Regions from separate parts of the Mus musculus genome. Here region 1 is linked to region 2. A link is a contact called in public Hi-C data. All regions are on one chromosome and are shown on one strand. Each heading gives the region's core, a stretch centred on a gene start, on an enhancer-like site or on the middle of the called end of the contact. The rest is flanking DNA. Distances are from core to core; before and after follow the strand shown.

Region 1 (4,790 bases), core at 1,980-4,479, 1.3 Mb before region 2:
AATGGTCTTTACTTCCTTCAGGTCCAGTGAAGTTAGAACTTGCCTTTATTTATATTTAAGGCAAAAATAAAATCAAATAAAATCAGTGTCACTGAAAGTCTTATTTCTGGCATATCAAAGGGGTTAAATTAATTTCTATGACATAAACGGGCTGTAGATTATAGCTGGTCTGTTTATGATCAGCTTAATTCTGAAGATTAAAGATAAAACAAGAAACTGTGTAGCTAAAACTGAAAAATCAATTAAATGAGCAAAAAACCCCACTGAACTTAATAAAGCAGTTATACTTAATATATTTTAAATAAGATAAAGGGCATAAAAAAAGGTGTGGAGTTTGGGGATTTGTAAGGGCTGTATTCTGAAATTCCTTTTAATGCAGTTATATGACAGGCTCATAGCTATTGAGAAACAAGCCCAGTTCCCTTAAAGTTCTGCTAAAAGTTTCCAGAGCCATGTAACTTATGACAAATCGCTACACTTCACTAGGCCCCATATTTCTCACTGGGAGCATGGACAGTCAAGCCAAACTTTGGGTTTGAGGAAAAAAAGGAGAGAAGACATCTAAGAGGTATTTGGCAGGCAATTACTGAGTCATTACTCAGCCAATGGTGACTCTTTGGAATGGAATGTGGAAAACAAAGAGGAGCACTGTGGGGCAGGAAACACTGCCCCTACCTGCCCCTACCTGTTGGCAGGTCTAGTGTAAATACCAGCATCCTGCAGGGCATGTAATCATGTGTGCTAAGTGAGTCAAAGGCAAGACAAAGACAAGGAGAAGAGAAGGAAGGAGGGAAGGAGAGGCCAGGGAGCTGAAGACAGAATGATGGACAGACACATGGGGTGGGGGTGGGAGGATAGAATCATGAATGGTGGACCAGATGATCAGATGCTATGGAAGTCTAAGTCTTTTCTTACATTAAATATGTGGGGGTTTTGTTTGTTTGTTTGTTTGTTTGGGTTTTGTTCTTTTCTTTTAGGTAGATGGTTAGCTAGAATCCTTGACTCATTGTCAAGAATCTAGTTCCTATATATGTAGTCACCTGTTCTATGGAGCTAGCACACTGTGCTTCCCTGTAATTTCAATGAAACAGACCCACACATCTACAGTTACTGTTGAAGCAACACACCTCATAGCCCTAAAAATCCAAGCTGTGAAAAATACAGTGTATTTTCTAAATTATACTGTAATTAATAGAATATTTCACCTGTATTAATTCTATAGTATATGCATATAAAATAAGCTAGATTTTGGGAAATGAGCTTATTCTGTCCAAGACACTACACATGTGATTATATTTGAATCTATGGTAAGGCTGACTTCCTTTAGTTCTAGAGGGAGTTTAAAAAGATAAAATCGCCAATATTTTCAAGCCAAAGAATTTGTAAATAAATACACAAATGTCTCAAAAACCTGGACAAAAATCACTAGACATAGCAATTTGTGCTGTGTTTGTCTGTGCAACCCTAGGAAGCAACCACTCAAGGATTCCTATCCACAAACACAACAAGATGGCCAGGGAGCTGCATGAGGCCTTGGGTACCCCTATCAGGCAGTCTGAACAAGGTATCCAAGAGCACACCTCTCATTTCATCATGGAATATTTTAATGAAATGTTTCAGCTAGCTGATGTACATGATGCACCTGATTCTATGTGGAAATGGCCAGTTTTCAGAAATGAACTATACAAAAAGTTTTGTTTCCTAGTAACATCTAATATGAGCATGATGTATTAATTTTCTAAGTCTAAAATAAACTGTCTCATTCTCTAATATCACAAAAATGTGATACTCTAAATACTGTCACCATAGCTCAATGTGCTAGATTTGTGATGCACATACCTAGCCATTCACTTACTAATTTGTTAATAAATTATTTTATCAAATATATATATTTCAAGTGTTCTCAAAGTAAAATTGTATAAGAAAGAAAAAGAGATTAGTGTGTCTTGGTAATTAATTTCAAAGCATAATGTAAAAAAGATGTATGAAATAAATTAAGAATATTCAAATAGTAAATTTCTAACCAACTAAGTGAGCTACTAGTATCTTATCCTTAGATCTCTGTGCGTAGGAGTATATCTATGTGACCAAACTGAAAAGGAACTGAAATCACAGCTGCATGACTCAGCACTAAACAGGAATGCCAATGGATGACTAAGCAGTAAATTTAACACCAAGGGAACTTAGGGCTACTTCAACTTCAGCATAGGAACAAGAATAATTTTGCCATGCATAATTAATATGAAGAGCACATTGTAAGAGCTCGAGAATAAATAAATTTTCACTGTCTTCTTTGCAAACTGAAGGTTGAAAATGTCAAAATTGAGTCATTTCATAAAATTGTGGAATCTTGAAGGCAAAGGGGTCTTACAGCAGGAGAGCATCATAACACAGCTTGACAAACATACAACAGTGTTGAGGAAAGAGAAAAAGAGAGAGTATTTCAATTCCAAATAGCATAAACACCAGAAATATATAAAGCATGTCTGTGTCAGAAAGCTTAAGTTTTCTCTTTTAAAGGAAAGCCATAAGAAAACCGAATGTGTCTTCCCAGCTGACTCGCTTACCATTCGCCCTCCCATGGCTAACAGCTGACCTGCGCTGCAGGTGTTTCCTGCTTTAACAGTAGCACCCCGAGGAGATCATAGCAGATGCATTCCAGAGCAAACCCAAGCCCTTACCTGGTGGGAGAAATGCTGTATGCTGCTGTAACTGCATGTTGGCTAGAGCCTGTTGGTATTGGAAAATACCAGTGTTAAAGACTGCGGTGGCACCGTTGGTTTTTTCAAGAGCAGGCCTCTTTGGCAATGGGGGAAGTACAGCTTGAGGAATTCCCTGTTTAGTGAGTAGTATAAAAACAAATACCAGTAAAAAGAGAAAAAGAAAAAAAGAGAAATCAGTTGTAGGCTAGAACAGTTAGGGGGCACGAGCAAGCAAGCAGCAGAACACTTAACTACCCAGGGGGACAATCCAGGTGACAAAACCAATTAAAGAAATTAAGCAAGATAAAAGCTTTAGAGGAAGCATTATTTTGTCCACAACAAAAGCCCACGAGTAACGAGAGCACATGTTATAACGCGGAAGGTCTTTTATGTCCCATAATGCTTCGGGCTTTCTGTGAGAAGCCATCTATTTGGGGAAGAAGGAAAGCTGCCGCGGGAGCCCCGTGAGGACTGCCAAGTAGAAGCACTGTTAATAGTTAACTGTACAGTGACTGGCTGGGTCCTGCCAGCTCTGCCCTCCCCAGCCTGCTGACACATGCAAATGTCCCAGAGCATGCAAACTCTTCTGAAATACTGCACTCTATGTTAAAAAGAAAAGAAGCCTATCACTAAAGCCATGCTAACCACACAGGTACATAAATATAGAGTGAACACCACACTTTATCGTCCTCCGAGTCTTTCATTAGAACGTTTTACAATATAGTTAAACTGAATGTGGGCTGCTGGGATTCCAGTCTTTCATTGTACCTTATCCATCTATGTATGCATTTTAGGTCTTTCTGCTCATTTTTTCAGGAAACCACACTCAGATTTTCATTGTACTTAACCACTTTAAACAGGAAAAGGATTATATCTATTTCAATCAGTTAAAAACAAAACAGAACAGAACAAAACAAAACAAAACCAAAACCAAACCAAACCAAAAACAAAAACCAAAAAAACCTGTATCTACAATAAAGCTACATGCCAAGCTAAAAGGTGAAAGGTCATAGTACCAGGTCAAAGGTTGCCTCGAGGGGTCGCTTCAGTGATTTGACAGCCGACTGAGTCTTAATTAGCAGGCAGCGAGCACATGATGGCAATGGGCCAGTGGGGTTCAAGCGCATTAACATAAACAGCAAGCAGAGGTGCATCATGGGGGCAGCAGTGCATTTTGGGTAGGTGAGAAAAAACAAATAAAAAAACAAATCATCGGAATGCCATATACAACGAATAACAAGACTAAGCATGCACAATAAAGGCACTATTGAGTTGTTATTGGAGGATAATTCCTCTTTGTAGTTAATTTCAAATAATACTCTAAAGAAAAAAAAGGGGGGGTGGTGAAAGAAAGAGAAAAGGAGAGAGTCTGCCTTCTGTATTTTTGCTCAAGTATCCATAAACAAACACAGAAAAGACCTCTCTCATGATCATTTTACTGTGCCATGACAATGATTTTTGTATGAATATTTAAAGAATAAGTTATATATTTATATTAAAAAGGACAGCGTTAAAACAGCTAAGCCAAGAAGAAATGGCCTCCTTAAACTCATCTACTAGGTCTCATTGAAGTTGATCTTAAGATAAACCACTTAGCATCTACCCTAAATGATCCTTACTTATTTATTCATTTTTTAAACACTCCTTGAGTGCTAGTGCTCTTCTCTTCCCTGTATAGTGGCTTAGTCAATATTTGGCACTGTAATAATCATGTTTCTGCCACAGTAGGCCTTCACACGATCTCGACAGCGGATCATTCAAAAGGATCATTGCAGCTAATTTAAAAACAATTTTGTTGAAGCTATTCTCCTAAATAGTTTCAGATGATGTTATTAAAGGCAAGATAAATGTAAAGAAGAGCCTTGATGTGGGGAAGAACACACTCAAGGAGAACAAGGGCCAGCTGGATGGCATACAGAAATCAGAGACTGGAAATGGCAGTGTCGTTCAATCAGAAAGGCGACAAGTGGTTCCTTATGAAGCAGGAATTTCAGAAACCCTACATCCAGAATGAGACAGTCTTAGGGGTTAGGCTAAGAGGATGAGCAACATTTGAGGAGTTATCCTTGCGTCTGTGAATGGTAGCTT
Region 2 (5,036 bases), core at 1,633-4,132:
CAAAATTAACAGCAAGTATACCTTTGATGACTACCAGAACCCTCTGGAAACCATGTCAAGTCTGAGCACTGTGGAATCTAAGGCCAGCTGTGAGATTTTATTTTATTTTTCTCAAGTTGGCATGAGGTTCTGAAGAACCTAAACTGGACAGTTATTTTTTTTTTTAAACCAAAACTGGCAGTAAGTAAAATGGACCGATTCCACCGTGGTTCTTCTGGCCTCCCGTGGTTATAGGTTGTACCTTCATGAAGAATCTGGATAAAGATTTTGCCACTGGGAACAAATTTGAGTGCAGCTGCTTCTGAGAGACTCCCACAGTCCTCCAGGTGGCTCTTGCAGAAGCCCTGAAGAAGCGGAAGTACTAAGCAACAATCCGTTTCAGCACCTTTGGACCACAACAAAAGCGAAGCCAAGTCCTTCATAAATGCGAACGAAGTTTATAAAGTGCTTATGAAAATGATCAACATTTCAAATTAAAGTGATGCAAAAAAAAAAAAAATGTTCACCCCACCGCCACGGTCGAGTGAAGAGCTAATGTGTCCACTCCCGCGAGACCTGCCACAGCTTTCAAATCAGTAGTTTGGTCCACCACAGGTTTAAAAAAAATCGTTAATGAATACATAAATATTTAAACCTACCATAATTCATTCTTTATGTAAATATGAGATAAAAAAGCACCAGTTTCAAAAGGTCTGCTACCACACTATCTGGAGTAGGCCTGTATGATCCACATTTTAAAACCTATTTTAAATCTGATAAAACCAAACCATGACTCCTTTACTTATTTAAATACTTCTGCATGAAATGTAGCATAAAATATAGGAAAACATAAATAACCAAAGACCAAAGGAGACGTCTTATGAGGACTACTAAATTTGATTTTCTGTTTTTCAGTGCAAACATAAACTTCATGTCTTCTCTTTCCGATTCAAAAGTGTGAAGGGTGTGCACAGGGAGTCACTCCTTGCTGTGGCTGGTTACCTAAGGGGAAAGCAAACACAACAGTTACAGATGTGAACTGGTGCTGCAGATAACACCTTCTCTCTGGCGGGCCTCTCAGTAACAGCCCCAGGTATGGGAGGACAGAGCAACAGGCTAGACCCTGGGGCCAATAACCATGTAATGTGACCAAATGTATTCTGTAGAGGGGCCAAGTCTACAGGAGAGACCCACAGCTGCCCACACAATGCCTCGGGATTAGATAGATTGACTCACAGTGTCCAAGAGCTGTATTCCAGCTCTTGACACTCTGGGGACAGCAGAGCAAGCTGACATGCTCTTCAGATAAGTCTGCAATACAGGACTCCTCAGTGCTGATTTATAAACACTATAAGGCCAAGCCTTCAGGTTATATTCTCTGCAAGAATTTTAACTCAAAAATATCGTCGTATTTCATTGTTTTAATCACAGATTATTTAATAGAGTATACCTACTTAAAAAAAACAGCTAGGAAAAAAATTGATCTTACTTCACGTAACCAAAATTAACTGAGGCTACATGAAAACATACACACATATTTCAGGTTTGGAAATTAAAGAAAAATCTCATGTATGTATTCATGGAACATGGTGATGTGTTACATAAAGACACAGACAAGTGTACATTATATGTTAAAGACCAAAAACAAAAACAAAATAAAATAAAGAAAAATTAAGATATGACTGGCAGAGACACCAAGGAGTGTGGAGGGAGGTGGGGGGCAATTCTCTCTGTCAAGATTCCCACATGCAAAGCAGTCATGCAAAAAGCTACCCCTCAGCCACAAATGGATGCCACATCACTGTTTCAACATGCAGCAGACTCCACCCTGTAACTCAGAAACACTGAATCTGAAAGCCACGGGAAAACGTGTCTCCTATACTTTCATAGGTGGGAAAACGTGACCTAGCCAATAATGGCCACCTTGGCAAAGAAATCAGGTCTTGTGACTCCAGGCCACTATGTTTCACCACACAAGGGACTCACTCCATCTCTAAAACGATTCTATCCTGAGATACTGGTATAGGGGTGATCTAAGTCAAGGTCATGGGATGAGTTTCTCCTTAAACATTTCTAGCTCTATAAAAACAAGACCCGGGCATGGAGTTGAGGTTAAGCAGTAGAACACATGTCTGGAACACAGGAAGCCTTGGGTTCTATCCTCAGCACCATAAAATAAAACCAACAAAAGGGGGTTGGGTGTGCTTTGGGAAAGTCACATAAAACAACAGGAAAATACTGAATTTAAGGGGAAAAATGTGGCTTTTCCAGGGGAAGAAAAAGGTAAGTCCAAAACTAATCAAACTAAGACAAAGTGAAATACCTCAGACCAAGCCAAACATGAAAAAAAAATGTATGTATGTATGCATGCATGTATGCATATATTATGCATATATGTATGTGTGCACATATGTGTGCATGCATGGATATATGTGTGTGTATGCATGCATGTATGAATAAATGAATGTATGCATCTGTATATGTATGTATGTATATGTGTATGTATGTATGCATGTATGTATGTAACAAAAGTAGTCAAATAAAAGAGGAGGAGTGGACAGTGGAGGTCTAGGAGGGGTTTAATGGAGAGTAGCTGAGAGAGGAGACAGAAGAAAGCGAGGAAGGAAAGTGATGGAGCTCTATTTCAATGAAAAAGTCTTTAAAAATGTTTCAGAGGACACAGTGTGATTTCTGAAGAGCCTACTATGCCGGGCTTGTCGCTGACTCCCAGACTCCCCTGGCTCAGTGTGAGATAGGTACTTACTAGAAAGCTGCTTTTGGAGCTGTCGCACCAGGGCGGCTGTCTGTTGCTGTTGCTGGGTCTGCTGCAAGCCTTGCCTGGGGAACTGTAATTGCAACAAGGGGAAGGATGAGTCAGCCACTCGTGCTCCACAAGGCACAGGCTGTACCTCGGGGCTGGCTAAGGCACGTTCACATGCTCAGTTTGGATACGTCTGGTTTTGCCTACGGTACAGCTGGCCAAACAGTGCTTCCCGCAGGTACTTGCTTGGCATTTATCTTTAGAGTTTCCATGAAGAAGTGCTCACTACAGAGGTAGCCCACTCATCCAAGGACCTCTCTGACAAGATGAAAGCTCTCTGCTGTGGAGATCTGTCCAATGCCAACAGACCCCATGGGCAGGGCAGAGCAGAGCCTGTGAGATAGAGCATGGGTTTGTGGAACATCTGACCTCCACCTGACAGCCATGGCAGGGTGAGCTGGGCCATACACAAGAACACTCACATTTTAAGGAGTTTTCTCCTAGCCCTGTCTGAGGGGACCTGGAAGTACCACACAAGGAACTGCAGCTGATGTTTGAGGAGCATGGGGAGACTGACTGATCAGTGTCTGCTAGAAGCAAAGCTGTTTTTGATTAGAATCACCAATGATACTAGGACACTTCCTAACTGCAGGTGTCGGACTGCCTCTCTTTCTTTCCTTTCTCTACTCCTCAGCTGTCTTCTTGCGACTTAGAAACAACTGGGATGCTCTGATACGAGCATCTCTTAGTCATACACAAAGAACTGGTTGTTTCCTGTTAACCTCAGTCTGTGCCATCTGCCTGTATGGAACACAATAACCAGGCTGTCACAGCACCCTAGAGAGCATCTCCAGAGATAGAAAGTGAGAGCTGACCTAGGCCAGGGAGGAGCATGGTAAGGAGTTTTCTTTATTTTTGCCAGCTTCTTCCACAGTGGCTCTCTGCCAGCCTAGTGCATCCAAGGCAGCCGTGCCTGAGCTCTTCCCTCAGGTAACTGGGCTCTCTCCACCTCCCCTCTTCTCACCACACTAGGCTGAGAGGTCTGTGCTGTGCCTGTAACACATCTGCATTGCTTGTCCTTAATCTGCTTCACATCCCTAACGAGTTTTTAATAAGACCATTCTCAATGTGAATGCAACATGATTCCCTCTTCCTTGGAGGTCCTCAGTATGACTAAAAGCTGCCCAGGACTGTTAAGTCATATAGGAAATTCAAATACAGAATGCATAGCTAAATGTGAATTTCAGACAAGTAACAAGGAATTTTTTATTTTACTAATATTTAATATTTCACGTGACAAATACTGAATTTAGTCCAAGTAACCCAACAGAAAATTTGACGTAACACTTTTGCTAACTGCTTGCCTGAAATTCAGATTTAGCAGAAAACTCTAACTTTAGACAGCATTGCCAAGATGACTCTTCCATGTGTAATGGCACACAAAGATGATAAGCCATTGCCAGCACCAACCCTCTCCACATACAGGTCTGGGAAAACAGAACAACAATCATTCCTCTGTGTGGAAAATTCAGGAAGGCACGTGTTTTCTTTTTAATTCAACCATTTCAATGCTTAGAATCCTATTTAACAAGTCTTGCTATGTGCCATGAACTATTGTGGGCATTATAGGTATACACTCTGGCGCTTGATTCTGACGAACAATGATGTTAACAAAGCTTTTGGTACAGGTGCTTTCATGTTTAGTGTGTGTCAACATGGAAGTTAGTATGTTAGCTCTCATCACGTCATGTAGGGCTGAACCCTTCTCCACACACACTGCATTTCTGCAAACATTCATCCACACAGCCCCCTTCCAGAGAATGCATAGAGAGAGAGAGCTGGATGTCCCTTCTCCTCAGCTTTGGATGTTTAATCTTGAATTTTCAGAGATATTTGAATTTAGACTATGAATAATAAAGACCTATGACCCTTTACTACCAATATTCTCATGATACAGGTGGGAGCTGTGTCATTTGGCTACTGAATCCTAAGGGCACTCTTAGAACTATCGATCTCAATTTCTCATAACAGAGCACGAATTCCCCGAGAAAGACCAGTATAAAACTTTTGTCTGTGGCTGCTGGTCAAAAGTCACAGCAGTTCTTAACTAATGCTGCTATCATGTATGTTTTTTGAAAGGCAAAATGGAATACAACATAATCTTCCCCCAAGAACGAGTGCATTTTAAGTCACCCAATTAAGACAGCATAAGATGAAAAGAATAGACTTAGTTACACAGTATGGATATTATTTTCTTGAATGTTGGAAGGAGCTTCATTCTACATCTATCAAACAG

Evidence for each region. A called contact is a pair of places that touch in the nucleus more often than the background predicts.
Region 1: a Hi-C map of cerebral cortex shows a contact between it and region 2, with 3 times the contacts expected there. The contact joins two enhancer-like sites. A contact is called at or near these places in 1 of 15 datasets of contacts at CTCF or cohesin (large pre-B cells), 9 of 484 Hi-C or Micro-C datasets (cerebellar granule neurons, cerebellum, cerebral cortex and 6 more) and 2 of 115 datasets of contacts at active chromatin or transcription factors (astrocytes and epiblast stem cells).

What each region holds. Positions count from the first base shown.
Region 1 is chr3:60,613,665-60,618,454 of GRCm38.p6, reverse strand. It overlaps Mbnl1 (muscleblind like splicing factor 1), which reads right to left. Exons shown (of 10, transcript NM_020007.4): 6 at 2,682-2,835. Among named protein-coding and RNA genes, the nearest start is that of Mbnl1, 110 kb to the right of the region's middle. Within about 2 kb of position 3,229, at least 64 of the 459 cell types and tissues checked have an H3K27ac peak or open chromatin away from gene starts, as enhancers often do. A contact at or near this core is called in cerebral cortex, where this site is marked.
Region 2 is chr3:59,310,642-59,315,677 of GRCm38.p6, reverse strand. Med12l (mediator complex subunit 12-like) reads right to left here. Exons shown (of 44, transcript NM_177855.3): 43 at 2,744-2,825; 44 at 1-981. The coding sequence ends at 929. Among named protein-coding and RNA genes, the nearest start is that of Igsf10, 31 kb to the left of the region's middle. Within about 2 kb of position 2,882, at least 83 of the 459 cell types and tissues checked have an H3K27ac peak or open chromatin away from gene starts, as enhancers often do. A contact at or near this core is called in cerebral cortex, where this site is marked.